Linked DNA regions of Sus scrofa: region 1 is linked to region 2. The links are chromatin contacts, called in public Hi-C maps. All regions are on one chromosome and are shown on one strand. The core of a region is the stretch at or near the end of the contact, and the rest is flanking DNA. Distances in the headings are between cores, read along the strand shown.

The links. Hi-C and Micro-C count contacts between places; a contact is called where the count stands out from the background.
Region 1: a contact with region 2 is called in a Hi-C map of skeletal muscle, with 5 times the contacts expected there. The contact joins two enhancer-like sites. A contact is called at or near these places in 1 of 47 Hi-C or Micro-C datasets (skeletal muscle) and 1 of 2 datasets of contacts at active chromatin or transcription factors (skeletal muscle).

The regions. Positions count from the first base shown.
Region 1 is chr1:24,574,358-24,581,559 of Sscrofa11.1, forward strand. No RefSeq gene overlaps it. Among named protein-coding and RNA genes, the nearest start is that of CITED2, 580 kb to the right of the region's middle. Within about 2 kb of position 2,489, at least 1 of the 83 cell types and tissues checked has an H3K27ac peak or open chromatin away from gene starts, as enhancers often do. A contact at or near this core is called in skeletal muscle, where this site is marked.
Region 2 is chr1:24,356,754-24,363,019 of Sscrofa11.1, forward strand. No RefSeq gene overlaps it. Among named protein-coding and RNA genes, the nearest start is that of CITED2, 800 kb to the right of the region's middle. Within about 2 kb of position 4,743, at least 3 of the 83 cell types and tissues checked have an H3K27ac peak or open chromatin away from gene starts, as enhancers often do. A contact at or near this core is called in skeletal muscle, where this site is marked.

The DNA.
Region 1 (7,202 bases), core at 1,239-3,738, 220 kb after region 2:
AGGCAATCCTGAAAAACTAGAGGGTTCTTAGAGCATTTGAGTTCCTGGTCCACTGAACTGTGTATTGTCAACAAGAGGTGTAGTGTGGCACTGCTGAAGTTTTGCTCGGGTCTTTCCCAAAATATAGCATTTCCCATAGATGTGCATGAGTGAGGAGGTCCTTAACCTTGTACATGTGTCTGCTGAAGTCATCTACATAGTAACAGTCAAGTGTTAACACCTCTGAACCATGAAGTCCCAGAGCTGCGATGCTAACATCAACCAGAGAGAAATATTTCAGGTAGCCCATCTATCTTAGTGAATTCAGGTTATTATAACAAGAAACCACAGACCAGGTGGTTTATGCACAATAGAACTTTATTTCCCACACTTCTGAAGGCTGGAGTTCTGAGAGCAGGGTGCCAGCATAGTCAGTTGAGGGACCTCTTCCAGGATCACTCCTCTCTTGATATCCTTTCATGGCAAAAAGGGCTAGGGAGCTCTGTGTGGATTTTTTTTTTTTTTTTTTTTTTTTTTTTTGCTTTTTAGGGCCACACCTGCAGCATATGGAAGTTCCCAGGCTAGGGGTCAAATCAGAGATGTAGCTACCAGCTTATGCCACAGCCACAGCAATGTGGGATACAAGCTATATCTGCAACCCACACCACAGCTCACAGCAACACTGGACCCCTGACCCACTGAGTAAGACCAGGGATTGAACCCACATGCTCATGGATACTAGTTGAATTCATTTCCACTGCATGTGTGGCCTCTTTTATAAAGGCACTAATCCTATTCATGAGAGCTCTGCCTTCATAACCTAATCACCTCCCAAAGGCCTCATCTTCTAATATTACTTTGCAGATTAGAATTTCAACATAGGAATTTGGGGAGGATAGATACATTCAGACCATAACACTACTTTAACATATCATCAATAGAAAATGCCCATTAGTTCTTAGATTATACCAGACACTAAACTCAGCCATGACTGGCAGTACTATAGGAACATCAACGCATCTCTAAGAAAAAACTTGATTATCTGCTCATAAGTTTGTTTGCTGTATGTGTGATCTTGGCCACGTCAAACTCAGTTTTCTATGGACATACACTTATGGCTTTTCATTTATACCTCATATCTCCTCCCCTACTAGTAGATTATAAACTCCTTAAATGCTAGGGATGGTCAAGAATATATTTCTTTTATAGTCTTTCTACAGCTCTTAATAGAGTGTCACTGACACCTTAGAATTTTGTGACAAACAGCAAAGTCAATAGAACTGGAAACAAAAGAAGTTTGGGGGTTTTGGTTTTTGGTTTTTTATTTTATTTTTTTAAGATGTAACAGCCAGAAATTTTTTTGGCTAAAGGAGAAGCAGAACATCCAATATTTATAATAGTAAAGATTATACACTACAAAGTTCATTTATTGTCATAATATAACTTGATTTCATTCAAGGAGTTAGCCAAGTGAAAAGGACATTTATGGTTTTGTATACTGCCAAATTAGCACTGTCATTTAAATTTTTGTATAAGAAGATATTGAAAAATTTCCTGAAACTACTGAAATACCTTTAAAGGACAGAGGTAGTAATTTATCTTGTGGCATTAACATTAAGTATGTGGTTACAATCTGGCACAGCGACGTTTCCCTGGATTAGTCTCTAAGTCTTTGGAACAACTTCAAAGGGGACTGTCCAAGAAAAGGAGATGGACTGGACGTCTTCTTTGGCCCAGTGATTATGTAACACATAAATACAGCATGAAGACTGTGGTCTTGGCATTTTTCTCCAGAGGCATTACAGCACATATTGGAATTCCAGAATCTTCTCTCACAGATTAACAGCCCAGTGGCCACTACCTTTGCTCTTAATTCAAGCAGCATTTGGTCTGCAGAGACTGGCCACCTCTGAGAGCAGGAAGATTCCTCTCTGCTGGGGGAGCACCCTCTGGACCCCCTTCCTCCCATGCCCCTGCTCCCTGCCTTCATTCAGTGAAAAGACTTGAACGACATTGGCATTTTCATTTTAACACCTTCCTCTACATGTCCAATGCATGATGTTTTATTTTAAGTGTTTTTAAATCTCCAAGTTTACTCGTTTCTCACAAACTCATCTCATTAGCACTTTCTCCTGGCAACTCTCCATATATATGTACTACTTGAGCAAAAGGCGCCATTATTCACTTCGACATTTTTTTCATGGAGTGATAAAACCTGTCCCCAAATATTTCAGATTTATTCAAACTCAGTAGACATCTTTATCTTTCCATATTAATAATAACTTTGTACTTTCAAGGTAACATTCTGTTTATTATAGAGAATATTGCTGCAGTACTTGTAATCTCACCAGCATGTGTAAGTTAAAGACTCTTTGGGCTTCTAGAAACATTTGGAGAAAAAGATTTTCTCTCTCCTCCTTGAGCTGACCAAGTTGATATCCTCCCTGGTCCAGAGGTCAGTGCACATAACTTTAGGGGCAAAGCTGGGTCTAATTACAATCTGGCTCTATAAATATTTAATAAAGAGTTTGAGAGGAGGCTGACTAGAGACCCATCTGTTAAACTGCTGGAGACATACCAGACACCGTGAATTAACTACAGAATAGGTCCATTATATTGTCAGGGTTCGATAGAGGGCCAAAGATATGCAGCTGAGCCCACATTCTCAGTAGACCGACACTGCAATAGGAATGAAGCAATCCAAAGTGGAGGAATACAAATTCTGCCACCAAATGAAGCTAATTCCTAGTGAAAATCAGTTAGCAATTATTTGACCAGTTTAAAACTGCACAACAAATTTTGATGTAGGTACAAAAGCTGTATCTCCAAGCTAAGCCAAAATTCTCATGGCCTGATTTTATTTGCCAGTATCTCCCAAATATCATCACTCTTCAATATAAGAAAATCACGCCAGGAAAAACACAGCAAATATAAGCGATGCATGTTTGTTCTTTGACAGTCATTCAAATCGGAGATATCATAGCCCCAATTCTATAAAAGAGAGATCCAATAACACAATGTATTAAGTTACAAATTTATTTCTCTCCTATGAAAATGTTGAACACTATAGTCTAGGACAAGGAAAGAGATTTGACAACCAGGAACTCAGGCCTCTTCCAACTTATGGCTCTTCCATCTTCAACACATGGCTTCTATCTCATGGTCCTAGACAACTCTTTCTACTCTGTTCATCATACCTTTGCTCTGATCAACAGAAAGAGAGAAAAGGGCAATGGAAAGAATATCCCTTTTCTTTAAAGCTGTGACCCAGAATTCACACATCAAGTTTAACATCTATGCTCAAATCTTGTGGTCCAGAGTTTGATCACATGGCCACGTGTAGCTACAAAAGAGGTCAGAGAATATGGGATTTTACAGAATCATCGATTATTCAATAAAAGTTCAGTACAATTCAGAGTCCTGCAACTAAAGAAGGAAGGGAAGATTGCTTATTAAAGGACAGCTCACCTTTCCTGCCACTTATTTTTCTGTACCCACAAGCACTTCAGAGACTACAAATGAGGAGGTGAGGGAAGAAGCAGAAGAGAGGGAGCATCTTTCCTGCTTTCTTCTACAGTAGGGAGAATTGAACCCAGCATTTCACTGGGATGATGAGGAAACAAAGAGTGATGGCAGTCCTTATTGCTCTTGCATTGATTGGCTACTTCCTCAACCTGGAGCCATTCTTGGCCAATGCAGCCAGAATATGTTTCCCTTGTCCCAAAGCAGTAACAGTGGTGGAATAAGGAGCATTCTATACTCTGGCTCTACTTATGCTTCATCACTTTCATCTGTTCCTGGCCACATAGGGATGACTCACTTCTCCTCATTTCCATGGCCAAGAAGGAGCAAAAAAGGGGAAACAGTCAAAGTGACTTCGCTTTTTGAATCCTGCTAATTCTCATTTCCCAGAGGGAAAAAGGCAACGTAGAGCCACTCTCAACATTCATGCTGACCACAAAACTCCTATTTCCATTCCTGAGGCAAAAGGCTGTGCATTCGGGGGTAACTGAAAATTATCCAGAGGTATGACTACAGATGGTTTTATATGGGGAGTGATGTTTGTCTATGTATATTTTCATTTAACTGATGAAAAGAGCCTTATAAAAATTATTAAATAGCAGAACAAAAAGATCTGTAAAAATATATCATCTTTTCTGTCCTACTACCTCCCACAATAACCCACTTACATACACAAAGTCCCCTCAGAGACCAACAAGGCATATTGTGCAGAATTTGCTGTAACCAAGGTAACAAAACATTGTTTCTTTGTATCAGCTTTCAAGACAAAAAAATTATTGTTAAACTGAATGTTTCTTTGTAATAGTGTTTATTGCTACGATGTTTACCTCCATTTTCAAGATCTAGGCAATGTCAGGCTGTTTGTTTTCTTCTAGGTACTAACTATAATTTTCAACAGGTAATTAGAAGCACCTGGATTATAGGTCAAAGCATTCTAGGGGCTGTAAATAAATATGAATAGAGCTCTGACAGTATTCCACTTACTTTCATGGTTCTATGAAAAATTATTTATTAATATAACTGCATATCAGTTAATGAATACCTATATATTGATTACATGGTCTGCAAGCATGCATGAATACATAAAGAATGATATATGAAGTACAAGACACTATAAATAATTTGCATGCTTATAATTTTATATAAAATTATTTGACATCTTTCATGCCAAACTTGCCTCATTAATCATTATCTGCCATCTTGTTCTATGATGAAATAGACTATCTATCTTGAATCTTTTGTTTACGTATAAGAATGCTGTGCCTCCCAGTGCAGGTACACACATCTTTCTTAATATAAATACTGTTCTCATTTGCATAAGGGTTTCACTCAGATGTTCATAATTGCTCTACAAATAAAATTTTTGGATGTGCATGACAGCTGAGCTCAGTAGTTAGTATCTGGAGTTCTGTGATATCACATCCTCCCATTAAACTTAACATTCACGGTCTCAGTTGAATCTGAGTGGAGATGCTGGCATAGCCTCCTTCCTTCATGGCTTCCATGTGACCTTTAAAAATATCATTGTTACTTTGTACAAACTGGACTCAGAAAGGCACTGTGAGCATTATTACATAGGCCTGCGAAGTGTATAGTATATGAGTGAATTTGCCTGTGTGTGTGATCAATAGGGCTTACAACTTACCACACCATGACAAATGTCCATTGTCAATCTCACTAATGTAATAATTGAATTTATACTTCCATGAATTTAAACAGTGGACCTTTTTACTTCGGAAATTAACAATTGGTTATAAAATTGTTTGCCTATCAGCTAAAATTTGGGGAAAATATGCAAAAATAGTAAAGCAGTGCTAGCTATGGAATTTCAGGCCATGTAAAGTGACTTTTCTATATTTCAAAAGAAATAAACATTTTCTTACAGTTTGAGGAAAGAAAAATTAAGTTGTTATCATGGTGCTCTCAATTTACTCTGGGAGCGTGTCTTACTCAATCTGCTTCTCTTATATTTTTTCTTACATTAGGGAGAAATTGCCACTCTAAGGATCTGGATTTCTATTCCCTGGGACTGTGTTCTCCATATGACTTAGTTTAACGAGAATAATTTCCAGTCCCACTCAGGAAATGAAAGCATAGGGCAGTGTAATGAGCATGTGATTGAATTTTTCCAATAGTATAGACCTATTAGCTCTAAAAATTTGCAGATTTACATAATTTTTTCCTACCTCATGATATTTGCCCTGTAGCTCTTGAATTAGATTTTTTTTGATCCAACTTCACAGATGTCATTTTGGTTTCAGACTTAGACATTTTCTAGAGACTTAGTATTAGGGACTACATTTACATTCTTAGAGCAGGAATTTTCACTCTTGTTTGCTTTTTTTTTCTTCTGAGTTTACTTTAAGAAGAGATTCAGTCACAATACAACTTAATCTGTATTCTCAACTCTTTAAAGAAAACATTGATTAATACTGAAGAAACCTGTCTAAAAATAGCACTGCATGGAACACAGCTCAATAGTCTCTTAAAAGCATCAGGTTTTGTCAAATGTATGCTAGTCTTGGCCACTATTATAATCAATGATTATAATGGTTATTGATTTTTTCACTGATGTTAAGAGAGAATAAAAGTAAATATCGTTATTTATAAAATCAAATTACATCTAGTTCTAAGCCCCACTAGCCTGGAGAGTAGAAAATCTATCATATTTGGGAGGCAGGAGCTCCTATGTTAGAGTCTCTCCACTGGAAGGCTTCATGGTCTAGGACTGTGCTGGCATCTCCACCACTCCCAGCGTCTGCCCTCCTCATAGACATCTTGACCCTGGGACCACTGCCCAGATCCCAAAGTTGTGTCTCTTGGGGGTTCACTTCCAGACTATGCCTCCACCCACATCAGGGTCTCTCCCTCAAACTAGCATTGTCTATGTACTCACAACCCTCTTCACTCTTCAACAACAGGGAGCCACAGTATCATATAGGTTAGCCATGTTCTGCCTATTCCACCTCTTCCAACAGAAGAACCTCATCATCTTTCAGGGATGGAGAATTCAGGCTGCAATGTCAATGAGCATGGGTTTTCCAAAAACAGTAACAATAAGGTCCAAGCTCAATAATAGTACTTACTATTTATGGGAGAAAGTTGTACTATCATTGTATCCATTTTTCAACAAGACCATTAAGGCCCAGAGAGGTTAGGTGACTTATTAAGCCAGGAAGTGAAAAAAAAAAGAATTCAAATTTATACATTCTGGCCCCAGAGTCTATGTTCTCAGCCACTACATTATACTGCCTGTCCATATGACAATTTGTTCATCTCTTCCTAATTAAGATAAGTAATCACTGACTTGGGGCTATAGAAACTTGATTGTGCGGAGCGGTGACTAAGGTTGGGGAAAAAAGATGTTTGAAGAAAAATACTTGCTATATTTATTCCTTCATGAAATTTCTCCAGGAGAATGCTAACCACTGCTAAATTCTCAGTCATGTTATTTTGCCATATATATGATACATTACAATAGGGATGTATTTTCTATATTTTCACTTCTAAGTGTTTTGGTCTTCCACATGTACCCCATCCACTAGATAATGCAAGGAGAAAATCACCAATCTCAAATATAGTTATCAACTTAGTTTTGTTTAATCTTTTTTTTGTTTGTTCTTTTGCTTTTTAGGGCCACGCCTTCAGCATATGGAAGTTCCCAGGCTAGGGGTAGAATCAGAGCTACAGCTGCCAGACTA
Region 2 (6,266 bases), core at 3,493-5,992:
CGCAGGATCCTTGACCTACTGACTGATGCCAGGGATTGAGCCTGCATCCTCATCGTTATTAGTTGGGCTCCTTACCACTGAGCCACAACAGGAACTCCATCGTTTTTTCTTTTCTTTTTTTGTTATCATACTATACGGCTACAGAGAGGACAGCAATCTTAAGAATATCAATCTTCTAAGCAATCAATTCTGCACATTTTATTACAGTCATTTCACTTAAAGAAAATGAGTTAGTTCTCAGAATAAAAATTCACAGGAGACACATCAAAAAAATATCAAAAAGCCAGACAAATGAAGAAAGAAGAATCCTCTTTGTGCTTAAAGGAATAAAATTGCACATTCTTGTTTTGAATTTTAGGACAGTTTAAAGTCAGTATGTTATTGTTACCAAGGACAGAAAGCTTGATTGTTTTCCTCTGGTGAGTTTGGTGTTGTGTTGTCTAACATGAAAGAGATTTTTTTCCCTCTTATTTGTATTTACCTTCTTAGGGATTCTCTTTGTATTTAATTATTTGAAGTATTTGGGGGCAGAGAAAATTGAAAAGGATTACTGCTCACTATTTCTTTTTTTCTGTTCTACTTCTTGGAGCTCTCTCTAATAGTAAAATGGCTTTATGCCTTTCAAATATGGAATGGGTCTTAGCTTACCTTTAAAATTTTTTTCTTTGCTTTCCTAGAAACGCTATTTCCCAAATGTACTGTTGCCATAAATTACAGTCCACTCTTTGGGCATCCAAGAAAACCAACTTGGCAATGACCTAGATGAGAATGTGAGGGTGAAAAGGTTTTCCTTCTATTCTTCTAAGTTCTTTGGCTGGTCTAATAATTAAAACTGACATTAGAGAAATTAATGAGAGAAAAAACAAATTAAATTTTCTACATACAGGATCCTTATAAAAATATGAGACCCAAAGTCAGGCAAGTGAGGCTTATATGCCATCCTAAGCTAAGGATTTGGATAGGGGCCTGAGGCTTCAAAGAGGAGGACCATTCACAGGGAGATAAGAAGAGCAAATATTTGGTTATCAGATGTTTGTCCAGTATGCAGATAAGTCTTTCTGAGAAAAAGTTATCCCTGGTTATAGCTCCATTTCTGAATCAGACTCTTATCTAAATTCTTTTAGGAAGTTAAGGAAGAGGTAAAAGTTTTTCTCAAGTCAGCTAAGTCTCATTTACCTCAACTCGAAATAATCCACATGTCAAATTTGGCACATTTTGGGGTGGAAATTTTGTTCCTCTTCAAGATAAAGAGAGACTACTGCTTGCTTCCATGGCTTCTTTTTTAAAGATATTGGAAATAGCAAATACAGATCAGTGGCAACAACACACAGGCAGATGAGGTAGGAAAATCTTTTCCTTTCCTGTGGCAGCATTTCCAACTTTCTCCTCCATATTCTGATCCTATTAATCTGCAAAAATCCAAAGCATCCTTCTCCTCAGTCATCCAGGGAAAAACCAGGCTGAATTATTTTAAAAGGTAAATTGTCCTCATATATGAATATGGCAACAAAATTGAATCATTTTCTAAATTTCATTTTGCTTTAATAGCCTTAGGTTAAAAATGAAAATTTAAAATATGGCCTTGGCTTGACCTTTGCTTTTATATTTCAGATGGTCATTGTGGAAGGTTTTAAATAAAATATGATCATATTAACTGAGCCTTCTTCAAAGGTCAGCTTGTCTATTTGTCTGAATTGTTTTGTTATTTTAAGAGACAGTCATGTTTTCATTTGGGGGCCATCCATATGCATGGTTAAATAGTATTCATTGTTTCAAAACTGCAATTCCATGGTTTTGTGTAAAACCCAAAACATCAGTTAGAAAATGCCCATAAGCATTTCCTGCATGCCTTGCTGTTATAGGAAGGGGCCTAGGCAATGAGGAAATAGTGGCTTCCTTGGGAAACAGAGGGAAGTGCTCAAAGGATGTGTGGGGAAAGACACAAAAACAGATTCTGCCTACTTCTCAGTTTTTTTCTAGGAATAGTTCTCCCCACATTAACAGCATTTCTTTATATATACTTATATATAAATCAGTTGGGATTCACACAATAAAAACCTGCTGAAACAAAGTCCAACCTGAAAATTAACTCCACATTAAAGGAAATAGAACTGTGAGTGGTGCTGGAAGAAAAATAAGTTGACTTTAAAATAGGTTTGTGACTATTGCTGAGAAATATTCCTCCAGTGTGCTCATGAGCATTAAGCTGCGGTAAATTAAATACTGTATGGGGGAGGAGGTAGGGAAAAACGTATTTAGCATGGTTTTCTGAAGAATTTCCTTGAAAAGAGGAACCTCAGCTTCACAAAATTCTGCTTTTTAACCAAAAGGAAACAAGTAAAATTATACAATAATAGTAATATTCTCTTAACTTGAGAGTATTAAAATTTGGGTTTTATAGATTCACATTCTGTTTAGAAAACACTCCCCATGCATAGAATCAGGAGATAGAGATAAACAGAGACAGTCCCTGCCCTCAAGGAACTTAAAGTAAACAATGCCAACAGCAACTGCAGCATCAACAGTAAAGGACTGTTATTTTCGGATGCATGAGCTCATCATCCAGGGTAAGGCTTGTATTACGGTGTTGTGAACTCTGGAATGCATCTTCTTTTAACAGTGTGATAACCCCAAATCATTCTAAACCTATCTAACTTGATAGGAAAGAGCCTGACATTGCAAGACAGAAATAAAAAAAGAACTGTAATTTTATACTGTTTCAAAGTGCTTTCTGAGACTGCAAAAGTGGCCGACCTGAGAAGTTAGAATTGATTTCCAAATGACTTCCTATCATACTCCTTTTGTTTTCACACAATGTTCTGGGTCATAGGAAGGGAAATAAAATTTGTTAGAAAAAATTAAAAATATCTCTCTGCCCGCATTTAGTTTTAACGGTGTTTAAGCAAATTAAATTCTATTCCATTTTAAGGCCGATATAAATGTACGGTGTGCGGACATATCTGTAATTTAAAATGAAAGATATCTTAATACTAAAACTAGAAAGGAAATAATTTCTTCCAAGGATTTGCAAATTTGATATAAAGTGTTATTTTATGACTATTAAACAGGGCTCAGGGAAAATAATTTGAACTTTCTTTCTTAGAATGGTATAGTATAAGTGCTTGGTTCAAATTTTATTTTAAGCCCATTGTAAATTCACATTACATATTTGTACTGTACCCTATACACATTTATAAAATTGTTGTATGTGAGTGAATCTATAGTAAACTGCCATTCTGAAGAATAGCACTGTTAATCAGTTCAGGAAAGGTCATGCTTTGTTTGCTTGTTCTATAAATCACACACACATTTCTCCTAAGTGGCTTAAAGATGTGCAAGCTTTCAATTCGACCAAAGTAACTGCATATTTTTGAATGAAAATCTTCAACAGCTGTACTTGAACAAGTGGCAAGGTTCACATTCTACATACACAAAACAAAGACTACCTTCAAGGGCAAAAATCAGCCTGTGAAAATGAAATCAAAATGACTGGAAACAGAAGGCACACACTAAGTTAGTCATTGATTGATTTAGTTGGGAGGGTCCCAGTAAAAAGCTGACAGTGATTTATCTTTTAATCTAACAGAATAACAACAAATCTTAAAGCAATCAGTTTTAATGGTCTTAATAACTCCAATCAAATTATTCACCTTCCACATTAATATAGGAGGTTGGCTTCATATTTATCCCTCAGATTTGTCAAATACATATCACTGTTTGCTAAACTAAACCCTGGTCCTCCAGTTCTAATAGATTCTATTAGCATTCCATTTTAATTGCCCTTTTCTCATAATTAAGGTGACCATAGGTTCCAGTTTTCCAGGCATGGCCATGGTCCTGGCTTACACTTTTTGCACGGGCATAATTTTTAAGAGTTTCTCCATTTTTAGAAGTGTCCTGGTTGGAAAAGCAAGGCATATGACCACCGTGCTCATAACTCCCCTTTTATGATTCCCTGTTTCTTTAGGGCCTATGAAAGCTGAAAATCTTCAATAAATCAGTATGAGCAAATATATGAACAGATCAGGACTTCACAAATCTATCTGATATTTCCTCACCAACCCAAAGAAAAATCTTTTCCTCACCTATATCACATGTCTGAGTCCTCAAAACTAGAAGCCTAGCAAGATAAAATTTTGTTGACAGGTTGCTTTTCAAGGACTCTATTTGAAAACTAAAAGGAAAAAAAAATTGTCCTTCTGACAAGAGAAGAAATTAAGATGATCTTGGTGAGTAAATTTTTAAAAAAGGAAAGCTGCTTGATTTTTTTGATTTGATATGAACTTTCCTAATATAAAGTTTAAATGTATAAGATGATGATTAAATGAAAACCTAGCTCTGTTTACTAATATTGATTACATTTTGCATTGGTTTTATGTTCTCTAACTACCAGAATTCTATTAGTGATGAAAATGGTGAGCACACAGGAATCTCCAGGACACTACTGGAGTCACAATGAAGCTTTCACCATCGAAGTAATGGTTCTGCATGGAGATGTGGTACCTAGAGAAAAGGCTACCTGGGGAGCTCCAGGTGATGAAATGTGCATAAAATGGACAGATAGACAGGAGAATATGCTCAGTGGATATAAGGCTAGGTTGACACCAGGGAAAGGAAATCAATGCCACAGCAATACAACTTCTACAGTTTCTAACCTAATGGATTTCTCATTCAGCTAGACTGTAAATTTGATCCTGTGCAACATTTACTTTCTTTATTTAGATCAGGATTAAAACGAAACACCTAAAAAGGCCACACAGGATAAAGAGACTGTGAGATGCCTTCAAAGGGATGAACATTTCCCAGTGGATATAAATAGATTGTTGTTTTGATCCATTTAAAAGGTCATTAGTCAAATGTTCTGTTTCTTTTTCTCTCACTCTCATTTCTTTCCATCTCTATCTCAAACACAGAGGCCTACATTAGAAAAAGAAATTAAATCAACAAGCCAACCATTCCGGAACTGAACAACAAAGTAGGACTTTAGAATTCAATATTTTAGAGGTTTAACTTTGAGTTCCATGTGTATTTCCAATTGCAAATAAAGCAAGTCGTTTTTATTTAAGTAAAATGCACTTAAGATAATTCCAAAATTGAGGAAAGAATGAATTAAAAAGCCTTCTTTCACCATAAGAATTTGAGAAATCATGTTGGCAATTTTTGCCCTCTTGTTAAAATCATAACCAGATAATGCCATTAACTTGAAGTGTTCTACTCTTCTATTTAAATTTTATATAAAGGATCTAACAAATTACTAATAGCTGATAATCATCAGGTTTTACCAGATTTACAAAACCAATGTTGAGGTGCTAATAGGCCCTAGTGGGGAAATCAGTCCTGAGTTAAATAAACAAATCATTAGGTTTTCAGAAGAATATTTAATTTGGAAACAGTGCAAAATGGATAGTCTCATTTATGGCTTAAAATATTGCTCAAATGAATGCTATAAAAATTATCAACGCTATATCAGGCAAGATGAGCAATGTCAAAAAATGAAAAAAATATAGTCCTCAACCTAGAGTTATTTACATTTAACTGGAAAAAGCCACATGCATAAAGCAATAGAGAATGATTCCAAGCAAACTAGCCAACACTTAACATTTGATTATAAGCCCCTGGTGTGCATGACCTATGTCTTAAATAAACACCATTTAATATTTAACAAAATACTTATTAAATCCTGATTATCAGGCACCATATTGGGCACTGTGCTTATGCCAGCGATAGAGATATAGTGCTTCTCATTGATGAATTTACCTAATCTTAGCTGGAAAGATAATGAATCAAAGAGAGCCTTCTCTACAGAGATGACACTCACATGGAGACCCAAGGTGAGGAAGGGAGAGACCAGACCACATCAGAACAAACCAAATGTACAATTTCCCAGAGGTTAGGCAGAGCATCATTAGTGCCAAGGGATCTGATGCATTTTTTTTTTTTTTATTTTGTCTTTCTGTCTTTTTAGGGCTGCACCCGGGCAGATGGAGGTTCCCAGGTTATGGGTCCAATTGGAGATGTAGCCGCTAGCCTAGACACAGCCGACAGCAACGTGGGATCTGAGCTACATCTGCAACCTACACCACCGCTCACGGCAACGCAGGATCCTTAACCCACTGAGTGAGGCCAAGAATCAAACCCGAATCCTCATGGATGTTAGTTGGGTTTGTTAACCACGGAGCCACCTCAGGACTCCCTGATGCATGTTAAAAATAGCGTTGAAGGCATACAATGTGTACCTTTGCTTCTGCCGCAGCTTTGAGTAAGGG